Regions from separate parts of the Mus musculus genome. Here all the other regions are linked to region 1. The links are chromatin contacts, called in public promoter capture Hi-C maps. All regions are on one chromosome and are shown on one strand. The core of a region is the stretch at or near the end of the contact, and the rest is flanking DNA. Distances in the headings are between cores, read along the strand shown.

What was found. Promoter capture Hi-C pulls out the DNA fragments that hold promoters and counts their contacts.
Region 2: a contact with region 1 is called in a promoter capture Hi-C map of the SN4741 cell line, with 2.6 times the contacts expected there. The contact joins the promoter of Plekhh3 here to the promoter of Zfp385c in region 1. A contact is called at or near these places in 4 of 39 promoter capture datasets (the 3T3-L1 cell line, the SN4741 cell line, cranial neural crest and 1 more), 1 of 115 datasets of contacts at active chromatin or transcription factors (embryonic stem cells) and 1 of 9 other capture datasets (liver).
Region 3: a contact with region 1 is called in a promoter capture Hi-C map of liver. The contact joins the enhancer-like site here to the promoter of Zfp385c in region 1. A contact is called at or near these places in 13 of 39 promoter capture datasets (the 3T3-L1 cell line, the C10 cell line, the HPC-7 cell line and 8 more) and 1 of 9 other capture datasets (liver).
Region 4: a promoter capture Hi-C map of liver shows a contact between it and region 1. The contact joins the promoter of Jup here to the promoter of Zfp385c in region 1. A contact is called at or near these places in 21 of 39 promoter capture datasets (the 3T3-L1 cell line, 3T3-L1-derived adipocytes, the C10 cell line and 13 more), 2 of 15 datasets of contacts at CTCF or cohesin (large pre-B cells and pro-B cells), 5 of 115 datasets of contacts at active chromatin or transcription factors (embryonic stem cells, large pre-B cells and stem cell-derived neural progenitor cells) and 1 of 9 other capture datasets (adipose tissue).

The regions. Positions count from the first base shown.
Region 1 is chr11:100,691,162-100,693,765 of GRCm38.p6, forward strand. Zfp385c (zinc finger protein 385C) reads right to left here and starts at 1,305. Exons shown (of 9, transcript NM_001373887.1): 1 at 1,240-1,305. The region is part of intron 4 of Gm38483 (a long non-coding RNA gene); the gene reads left to right.
Region 2 is chr11:101,170,050-101,172,653 of GRCm38.p6, forward strand. Plekhh3 (pleckstrin homology domain containing, family H (with MyTH4 domain) member 3) reads right to left here and starts at 1,323. Exons shown (of 13, transcript NM_001346769.1): 1 at 676-1,323. The coding sequence starts at 837.
Region 3 is chr11:101,033,744-101,036,347 of GRCm38.p6, forward strand. Atp6v0a1 (ATPase, H+ transporting, lysosomal V0 subunit A1) reads left to right here. Exons shown (of 22, transcript NM_016920.4): 10 at 158-370. Among named protein-coding and RNA genes, the nearest start is that of Mir6928, 4.7 kb to the left of the region's middle. Within about 2 kb of position 1,323, at least 16 of the 459 cell types and tissues checked have an H3K27ac peak or open chromatin away from gene starts, as enhancers often do. A contact at or near this core is called in liver, where this site is marked.
Region 4 is chr11:100,396,478-100,399,081 of GRCm38.p6, forward strand. Jup (junction plakoglobin) reads right to left here and starts at 1,313. Exons shown (of 14, transcript NM_010593.2): 1 at 1,159-1,313. Gm12348 (predicted gene 12348) reads left to right here and starts at 1,639. Exons shown (of 4, transcript NR_132425.1): 1 at 1,639-1,660.

The DNA of each region.
Region 1 (2,604 bases), core at 55-2,554:
TGCCTCCCAGCAAGAAGCTATCCCAGAAGCAGAAAGGATGGTAGGAAATGAGCAAGGGCCAATGAGATGGCTTCGATAAAGACGCTTGCTGCCAGGCCTGAGGATCTGAGTTCAATTCCCCAGTATCCATATACATGGTGGACCTCGAGAGTTGTCTCTAGCAAGTTGTCCTCCAACCTCCACCCACATGCCATGGCATGTAGATCTCTCTCTCTCTCTCTCTCTCTCTCTCTCTCTCTCACACACACACACACACACACACTTGAACATAACACACACACACACACACACACACACACACACACACACACTTGAACATAATACACGAGGAAGAATTTCCTGACAATGATGGTGTGTGTGGGAGGAGATCGTGGAATGCTGGATCTAGACAGTCATGAAAAACATGAAAAAAATCCCCTGCCCTAATCGTCTCTTCAGTCTGTCCAAAGGTTGGGGATGATCTCTGGAAGGTTCCTGGAGTCTTGACTGGGACTAGGTAGCACCCTCCCTCCCTCTGTTCCACACCCCGGGGGTCTTTACTTAAGTGGCTCACAAGGTCCCAAATTGCCTCTCTTTTCTGACTCAGGAATCTTGGCATCACAGCTGAGTTATCTCAGATCAGGTCTCCCAGAAAACCCTCCCTGGAGTTCTGGGAGGCAGAGTCTCATCCTAAAGCCCAAATCCCACATAAGAGGGCACAGTCATCCCAGGCCTGCCTTCATTCTCAGGGTCTGACTCTAAGACACTAGGCAGGATGGACCTGCTGATCCTGGGCCCTCTGGATTCTGGCATTTCCTCATTCCCCACCTCCTCTCGCCATCTATAGCCAAGTGCAAATGATGCAGATGACCCAGGGACACCAGAAAACCCAAGTCCCACGCTGATAGGCAACAGCTGTCACTCACTTGCTCCCAGAACAGAAACCCTTCGGTTCACTCCATTACTCCGAACTGCGAATATATTGCCCTGGGACACACAAAGGGTACTTGGGGTGACGAAGTTCACCTGCTGCCCTTCGGAACATTGTAGTGTCTGCTGCCCGTTGCTGCTTTCCGCAGCCCTTGGACTCTGGCATTATCCCGTAGAGCCAGCGGCTCCCTCCAACTTCCTTAGAGTTTTATCGCACCCGCCTACCGAGCCTAGTTGTCTCTGGGTGTCCCCTAGGTTTGAGACGGGCAGGAGACAGAAGGCTCTGCCTTGTCTTTCCGAGCTGACCTCGAGATCCTCAGAGTGTCTTACCTGCAGGAAAGAGATGCAGCCGGCGGTGGCCACCTGCTCTCGCCTGGTTTGCAGCGCAAAAGCTCTGGGCTCGCGGGCCGGGGCTGGCGGGCTGGGGGCGGGGACGAGCTGGGAGGGGCGGGGTCTCCAGTCCCACCCCAGTCCTGAAGGTGAGGAGTCGGTAAGCATTTTGAGGTTGTTGAGTATAGAGCAGAGAAACAGGGCCACTGGGAGTTCCGGTTTCTTTTCTTTTATCTCTTCCTTTCCCTTCTCTCCCCGTCTCATTTGAAATAGGGTCTTATGTAGCCCAGGACTACCTTGAGCTCTTGGTCCTCTAGCCTCCACCCTCTAAATGCTAGGATTACATACATGCATGTACCACCAATCATGCTTGCTCACGTATGTGTGGGCTCTCTCTTTCCTCCCTTCTTTTTCTTTCTTTCTCCCTTCCTTCCTTCCTTTTGTCATCATCATTGTCATGTTTCTCCTCCCCCACTGCCTCTTCCTCCTCATTTGTTTTTCCCAAGGCTAGGAAGGCTGCACTCAGGCCACATTTGAATTCAACTAGCACCAGTTTTTCTTCAGCTTCCTAAGTGCCAGGAGCACTGGCAACGAACCTACACTTGACTCTCGGAGGGTTAGAAAACCTGAGTCCTCCTGACCTTATACAATTCTATCTGACAGCCTGGTCCAGATGTTCACAAGCCTGGCTCCGCCAGAAGACCCCCCACCCCCCAGCCCAAAGCAGCAACAAGAACAGATTTGCCTGAGTCTCCCTCCCCTCAGTCTGAGGGTCTCACAAAATTGAAGATGGGTGGAGACACCCTTACCCCACCCCCTCCCTAACTCCTGCCTAAAGGTCAGCAATATAAAGACCCAGTGATTAGAGAGACATTAGGCATCCATCTTTTTCCTCTCTCCTGGCAACACAGGGCCCTCCTCCAAACCCCAAACCCCCCTGGCAGGTCCCTCAGCTGTCACTGTTTAGCACTGGAATGACAGGCGTCCAGACTCCGTGAGTCCAGCCACATTCAAGGCCACTGAGCTTAGCACTCTGCCCCCGCCCCCTCCTCCATCAGTCGCTAATTTTATTGACCTGTAAAAGGCACGTTCCTGGCTGGTGGTTGGGGGGGGATGACTCCTGAAGGGACCAAGGACACTCTGAGAAAGAGTTACCCTAGTTAAGATGGCTGCCCAAAAGAGTGGCTGTGAATTTTTAGCTTTAGCCAGAAAAGACTGGGAGAAGAGAGAATCAATTCTTTTCTATGCACTTTGAGGCAGGGCAAGAATGAAGCAGAAGAGATACAGGTTGGATAACAGGAAGAACTGTCATCCTTCTGTGGAATCTGCCCTAACCCTTCCATCCCTCCCCCCCCCCAAAGGTGG
Region 2 (2,604 bases), core at 73-2,572, 480 kb after region 1:
AACTGTGCCTGAGTGTCTCTCTCCCAAAGGAGATTTGATTAAAAAAAATTTTCAGCCACCAAGTCACCCTCACCCATTCCCTCTGGTTTCCCAGGAACCTCACCAGAGAAGGCAGAGAGTTCTGTCTTAAGTGGCGGAATAATGAGAAGTCCTCAAAGGGCCATCGTCCCGAGCCTTTTCTTTGTGGGGTCCCTGATGCAGACCCCAATTCTAGGATGTCTTTTTGCCCTCGCCCAGGATACTGCGGTGGGAGCTCCCGCATCTGGCCCCAGTGCTCTTGAACTGAGAGCAGAGCGAACCCAGGCGTTCCAGCCGCCCAGCCGGCCTCGCCACATTCCTTGGCTCTGGCGGAGGCGGAAGGAGACGGGATGGGACGCGGGCCCGGCAGGGAAGGGAGAGGCAGGGCCAGGTTGGGCCACGCGTGACGCCTCCTCTGCCTCAGGGCCCCCAGCAGGTGGACAGCGCCTTGTGTGCAGCGCGAAGCCCACAGGCGCATCCCTAGTAGGGCTACTTGCCCCTGGAGCTCCCGGGGCTCTGGCCCTCAGACAAGAATCTCCCCCACATTTGCAGTTGGCCAAGAGGACTGCGTTTGGCCCAAGTATGGAGCAGGCTCAGGCGTGACGGCCGGTTGTAGTGAGAAAGATTGAACTCGGTTCTAAATCCCTGTAGACTTACCCTCCCGCCGCCCGCTGGACTCGGGGTCCTTAGCTCAAAGGTCTCGTCGTCCTCGTCTTCGTCCCCGTCCCCGCTAAGCTCGCCGTCCCCGTAGTCCCGGTGCAGAAGAGTGAAGCCTCGACGGCAGCAGAGAAGCCACCACAATCCCCCGGGGAGAGGCATCCGGGCGAGCAGCCTGGGAATGGGGGCGCAGGCAGTGTTGCCTGAGCAGCAGGGAATCTGAGAAACTGGAGGTACTCCGACCCGAACTGGGTAGAGAAGAGGTGTGACGAGAGGAAAGAAGGGGGCCGGAAGGAGGCAGTGTCCAGCGCTGAGGTGCAAAAGGACTATCACCAGAGCCCGCTGGGGGCTCGCTGTCTGGGCCCGGGCAGAGGAGGGGGGAGATAGCGTCCAGGGCCGGGGGAAGGGAGCCGGGAGCAATGTCCGGAGCTGGGAAGTAGTGTTCGTTGTAGTGTCCAGCTCTGTAGGAGCAGTGTCTGGTGCAGCAATCGTGGTGGGCGGTTGTCCAAGCTCCAAGGAGGGTGGTGTCCGGTAGGGCGTCCGGTGGCCGGGGCCCGGGCGGCGCGCGCTGCGCTCCCTGCAGCCCCGGGACTGGCGCGTTGGGGGCGCGGGCAGAGTTCCCAGACCCCGCCTCCCTCTCTGCCCCCCCTCCTTCCCTCCGCCTTCCCTGTTCTTTTTCTCCTCCCTTCTTCACAGGGTAGGGTCTACGTTGCGTCACAGCCTCCTCTGCCCAATCATTGTTCCTGGCGCCGGTCAGGGAGACCAATCCCAAGCTTGAAACCGCGGCGGGTTGCATCATGTGTCTCTGGCTGAGTGACAGTAGGGAGGGGCGGGGGGGGGGGGGACTGGGGAGGGAGCTTCTGAGGTCGGACACGGGGTGTCTGTGGCGTCACGTAGGACCGCCTTCGTGCTCTTGTTTTAACTCTTGGCTCACCAAGCAGCAAATTAAAAAACCCTTTTCGAAGGTCTGGAAAAGGAAGGGCATAAAGCTGGAAGGAAGCTAGGCTATTGACCTGTGATTACCTGTCACATCTTGGAATCCCTACAAAGAGCCTTACTACCTTCAAGGCATTCCACACCTGCGTGTGAGAGAGTTAGCTAGCTGCAAAGGCAGCTCCATCCTTGGAGTTAAAAGGGTCCAGATTTAGATCTTAGCCACCTCCACTTTTGAGATGAAAAAGCTGAGAAAGGAACTCCTGGAAGCCTCAGACAAAGATCTGAAATAAAAGTGAATTTACAGGGCATTGAACTGGAATGGGGAGAGTGGTTTGGCATGCTCGGGGATTCTGTGGTTTAAGAAAATCAATAGATCAGAGGCCTCTCAGGGCGACTATGCTGCATTTCTGAACAAGAAGGGGTTAACAAGGGCGCTAAAGAATACAGGGCGGGGTTCGCGCTACAGCTTAGACAGTGGGAGCGCGCACATACTCGAGCGCGTTGCTGACTCAGCGGCGATTCCCGCGGTTACGGGCGGAGGGTTCCAGGTCCGCTCCGGTGGGTAGTGTGCGCCTCTTGGAGGATCTGCGCAGTTTTCGAGCTTCTCCTCGTTTCTGACTCCAAGAGGCCAAATTTTTAAGTCTTTTACACCGCCAGAGGCTCTAGGACACACGACTAGCCGGGCTGGGCTAGGCTAGGCTGGACGAAGTGCAGACTTCAGGCCAACGCCTCCCTAGGGACGCCACGCCCTTTTTGCCCCTAGACTCCAGGCTGGAGCGGTGGTCTGACTTTGCTGACCGAATTCTAAACTGGGAAGAACTGTCTCATTGGAGCACAATCCTGGCAGTTGTGCAAAGCAAGGACCAGAAATCAATGCACCATCTCTAGAAGCCATCCTTATGGTACTTCCAGATTGAAGTGGTGTATGCTGAGATTTCTGAGGGCCAGACCACAACTATAACCTCCCTTCCTCTTCAAGATCCTAGACACTTG
Region 3 (2,604 bases), core at 73-2,572, 340 kb after region 1:
ACCATCCTAAACCTACAGAACCCCAAATAATACCCCTTGCTAGGGGAAGGATAAGGTTGTTTCCTGGCGATCCTTTCTAGAAAGCAATGCCAGTTTGCATTACGATGGAAGACTTGTGTTGGAAGATCCCCTCCCCTTCTCCTCCCTCCCGCACAAGGTTCTGAATCAGACGGAGGACCACCGCCAGAGGGTTCTGCAGGCAGCTGCTAAGAACATCCGCGTCTGGTTCATCAAGGTGCGGAAGATGAAGGCTATCTACCATACCCTGAACCTGTGCAATATAGACGTGACCCAGAAGTGCCTGATCGCAGAAGTCTGGTGCCCTGTCACTGACCTGGACTCCATCCAGTTTGCACTACGAAGAGGCACGGTGAGTCTCCAGCTAGCAGAGAACCCAGCGAGCCTCCTACCTCTCAATTTCATTTTTATGACAGTTTCGCCTTGAGAGTCCTTTAATGTCGTCTTCTACCCTGAGAGTATGCAGGACTGGTCTTTTCCAGAGCGGAAACTGCAGCTCAATGCTGTGAAGGGATTTGGTCATGGCTGTGATTCCTCAGGACAGACCGTCCTGGAACATTAGCTTCCTGGCTCGCTCTCTCTGTTGACTGCTCCTTCTTGGTAGTTACAGCAGCCTGCTTTCTAAGACACTGACCTCAGTAAGCCAGGGAGGGTGTGTACATGCACATGTATGTATATATGCACATATATATGTGTGTAGGGCAAGGTTCTTGCCCTTCCTACGGCTGCAGCCCTTTAATACAGTTTCTCACGTTGTCATGATCCTCAATCATAAAACTATTTTCATTGCTACTTCATAACTGTAATTTTGCTACTGTATTGAGTGGTAATATAAATATCCAATATGCAGGATATCTGATATAAGACCCCTGGAAAAGGGTGGTTCAAAGCCCAAAAGAAGTCTTGACCCACAGGTTGTAGAGGGAGGGTGGACTTGTTTCTAACTTACGTGACTAGAAAAGGCATCAGGAAAAGGTGGAGTTTGATATAACAAGGGGTGTAGCTCAACAGCAGAGCATTGGGTTGGCATGTGTGAGGCCCTGGGCTTGGTCCCCAGAGCTGAAAACAAATGAGTAAACATCGAAAGGGTGACGTGTGATCACGAGCCGGATGGCACAGTGGGGACATACTCAGGAAACCGTATGGACAGGGCAGGGGAGGCAGCTGAGCTGGGAGATTGTGTGTCTTACAAGTACAAAGCCCTGGTATTTTTGTTTGTATGTTTTGCTCTTCAAGACAGGGTTTCCCAGTGTAGCCTCTGCTGTCTTGGCACTCATCCTGTAGACAAAGCTGGCCTTGAACTCAGAGCTCCACCCACCTCTGCCTCCTGAACACTGCCAGTCCTTGCTAGCTGAAGCCCTAGTTTAGTCTCCAGTGCTGCATAAGCCAGGATGGTGGCATATCCTTGTAATTCCAGTACTTGGGAAATAACAGCAAGGGGGATCAGGAGGTCAGGTCCTCCTTGGCTATCTAGTAAGTTTGGGACCAGTCTGGGCTACACGAGACCTTGTCTTAACAAACAAAACCTCCCCAAACAAGAGGGAAATCGCTGCAGATAGCAGCCTGAAATACAGTGCTGTAGTTCGTGCACCATGTTAGGCGAGAGCAGGGTTTCTAATGGTTTATCTGGAAGAGCAGCAGCTAAAAGTGCGTCCAGTAGATTGAATGCAGTTATGAGTGACTTTTCAAAGGTCACAAGATTTATAACTCACTCTGGGAGGTTAGAGCGGCTGTGAGTTATGTAGCTGTGATCAAAGCAGATTCAAAAGCATGACCAGCAGACCATGAAGAGCCAAGAAATCCTGAGGGTTGGTGGCCAGTCACAAGGCTACTGTGAACATAGAGTTGTCATTGATGAGGGATGTGGGCAGGACTTGACAAAACCTGATGGATTTGTGAGACATTCTCAAGGGAAAAATGAATACATTATCTATCTATCTATCTATCTATCTATCTATCTATCTATCTATCTATCCATACATACATACATACATACATACATACATACATACATCTATTTTAAAGTACAGTAACAAGATTAAAAATGGTTCTTAGGCACCAAAGTTGTGTGTCCCAGGCAATTAAAGTTCATAGGAGTCAGAGCCCAGCAGGAGGACCTTCTTAAGGGAAGGATAGCCGGTTGAGCTGCAGTCACACCAAGGCCCTGAATAGAAATCTGTGAGAAAATATCAAGCAGACAGTAGGGCTAAACTAAAGAGATCGGAGTGTTAGCAAGTGTGGAGGCACCTCGGGGGACCTCAGAGGTGACCCTGAAGAGAGGAGTCCCCAGAGCCCTGCAGTGTTGCTGGGTGGGTAGAGAAAGAGCTGGTGTGTGGTCAGTGGCTTCATGAGCATCTTAGCTGAACCCCAGGCCTTCAGGAAGGAAGAGTAGGTGGGGAGCAGGGCAGAGAGTGTGGTCTGCTTTCTCTGGTCTCGAACTCTCAAATTCAAGGGCTCCTTCCCCCTCAGCCTCCTGGGTATACCACTGCCTGGCTTACATTTTTTTTCCACCATAACGATGTACTTTCTAAGAATTCATTAAAGCTCACTTTTTATTTTTTATTTATTTATTTGCCTGCAGATATC
Region 4 (2,604 bases), core at 63-2,562, 290 kb before region 1:
GAAGGAAGAAGACACTTCCCCTTTCAGCAACGCCCCCACCCCACCCCCATTGGTCCCTACCTCAGGCCTTAGGGGCCTGGCAAACAGGATGGAGTTGGGGGCAGGGAGAACAGGGTCAAAGCGCACACACTGGCTACGTTCAGCTTGGAGCTGACTGGGGGAAGGGGTTTTCCTCCAAGAAGTACCACCAAGCCTAGAATCAGCTCTCAACAAGGAGACTAGAAAAATCCTAGAAAAGGCTCCCATGGTTACTTTCTCCTGGAAAGTTTGTTTGGAGTGATTTCTCAACAAGAATGGGTTGCAGAAATCAAAAGATATTGCTGTTTCCCTATCAACACTCTGGAAACCACAGCTACTAAAAACTGGGCGAGTGCTTCTTAAATTTTCTCTACCGGCCCAGACTCCAGGCCAAGCCACCAGTGTCAGACATCGGTAGGGCACTCAGCCCAGACCCTTCACCAGTTCCCCAGTCACCCTATCCCACCTCCGTAGGAGAAGGCATTGACCGGCGTACACTAGAGCGGAGGGAGGCGCCACAGGTCCAGCTCGGAGCTGCAGGGCAGGGCCTCCGTCTTCCAAGCGCTCACCTGCTCTGCTCAGCAGGTGGGAATTGCGTCCCTGGGAAAATGTGCACTCGGCCCCCACAGTTTGGAAAGCTGGGCGCAGACAATAGGGCCCCACCCAGGCCTGGGGGAGTAGGGAGGGAGGGAGAGAAAGCGAGGATGACGCGTGGGGTGCGGTGAGGGTGGCCCCAAAGAGACTAGGCAGCAAGTTTCCCAAACGGTAAATTCCTGTCACCGTGAGCTCCGGGACCAGGCGGAGCGGGTCAAAGTCTGCTCGGTCAGCTCCAGGGGAGAGTCAGGGACGCCGTGTTAGGCGAGCTCTGGGGCCCTGGGGGAGGCGCGAACTCCGAGGCACCTGCCCTAGTTCCTCCCCACCCTTCTCAGACCTGCGGTTCACCGAGCCTGGAGGGGCGCTCCAACCCAGATTGCTTGTCCCAAGGGTCCCGCGCCCCGGACCCCAGCGCGCCCCCTGTCGCTGGTGTAGGATGCGCTCCCTGACACCCGCCCTCACCTGCCCTGAAACCGCTGGAACCAGCCTCCCGGCCGCTTGCTGTCCCTACTCTCCCACAGTGATTCGTACCCCGATCGGGTGTACCTGAGCGTGGAGCCGGGCTGAGCCGAATCGGGGTCGGGTCTGGCCGGGAGGGAGCCGGCGCGGGCAGCGAACTGAGCTCGGCGCACTCGGGCGGCGGCTGCTCCGGACTCTGGCCAAGGCAGCAACTCAGTAACCGAACAAAAGGCAAAGGGACCTGACAGCCAAGCCACACCTCTCGCCCCCTCGAAGCTCCGCCCCCTAGGGAGACTCCCACCCTCTGAGGCTATCTCACTGGCTGCCCAGCCTGACTATCCCATCGAGGGGCGGAGCCTCGCGCCGGGACCTCTACCACGGCCGCCTCTGTTTATGCGCTCACCATTGGCCCCAGGGACTGCCACTCGACTCTGGGGTGGACGCCAACTTGAGGTCTCATCCTCACTCTGCATCTATTGGCAAATAGAAAGTTTCTTCTTTATGATTGGACAGAGGGCTGTCAGTAAGACTAAGGAAAAAGCCAATGGATCAGGTGGGGCGTGACTTGCCCCACCCTAGCCCTGAGCAGGTAAGACTCATTATTCTCCCCTTCCCCCCCTACCTGTCCAACAGGTGAGTCAGGGGGAGGCATGGGAAAGGACTGACGCCTTCACTAGCCAGCCAACTCAGCGTCAGGCTTATTCATTCTTGCCTCAACGTAGTAATAAGATGTTTGTAAAGCATTTCATAGGCTTTGTGCTGGGTTGGGATTTTCTCCCCCCTACAAAAGATGGAGTGTTCCCTGATCCCTTCTGTTTAGAATTAGCAGGCCTGGGTTTGGGTTCTCCCCTTAATCTTTGTATGACCTTAGGCTAGTTAGTGTACCTTTCACCCTGTATCTCTTCTGTAAAGTGGGTTCATTAGCTTTATCTATCTTAGGTTGGAGAGATTAAATGAAATAAGCTTTGTAGTAGCACTTAAACAGCTGAGGAATGTCAGTATTTAAACTGTCTCAGTTCGAGACAGTTCTTAAAAAGTGCTGGAGCAGCCAGGCAGTGGTGGCACTCGAGGAGGCAGAGGCAGGCAGATCTCTGTGAGTTAAGAGGCCAGCCTGGTCTTCAAAGTGGGATCGAAATGATCCATGTTAAAAGAATATTTTTAATGGGCTTGTGTGGTGCCTCAGTTGTGCAGATGTGACCACCCGAGTCTGATACCTCATGGAGGGAGACAACAGCCAAGTCTCACAGGTTGTCCTCTGTCCTCTGATCTCCCGCCTTGGCACAAGTGCCACACACATAAAAGTAAATAAAATGTAATGCGATTTTAAAACTACGCTCCAAAGAGATCACAAGACTAGGAAATATGGTACACTCTAAACTCCGACACCTTCTTTCTTTTTTTTTTTTTTTTGTTTTTGTTTTTGTTTTTGTTTTTCCAGACAGAGTTTCTCTGTATAGCCCTGGCTATCCTGGAACTCACTTTGTAGACCAGGCTGGCCTCGAACCCAGAAATCCACCTGCCTCTGCCTCCCGA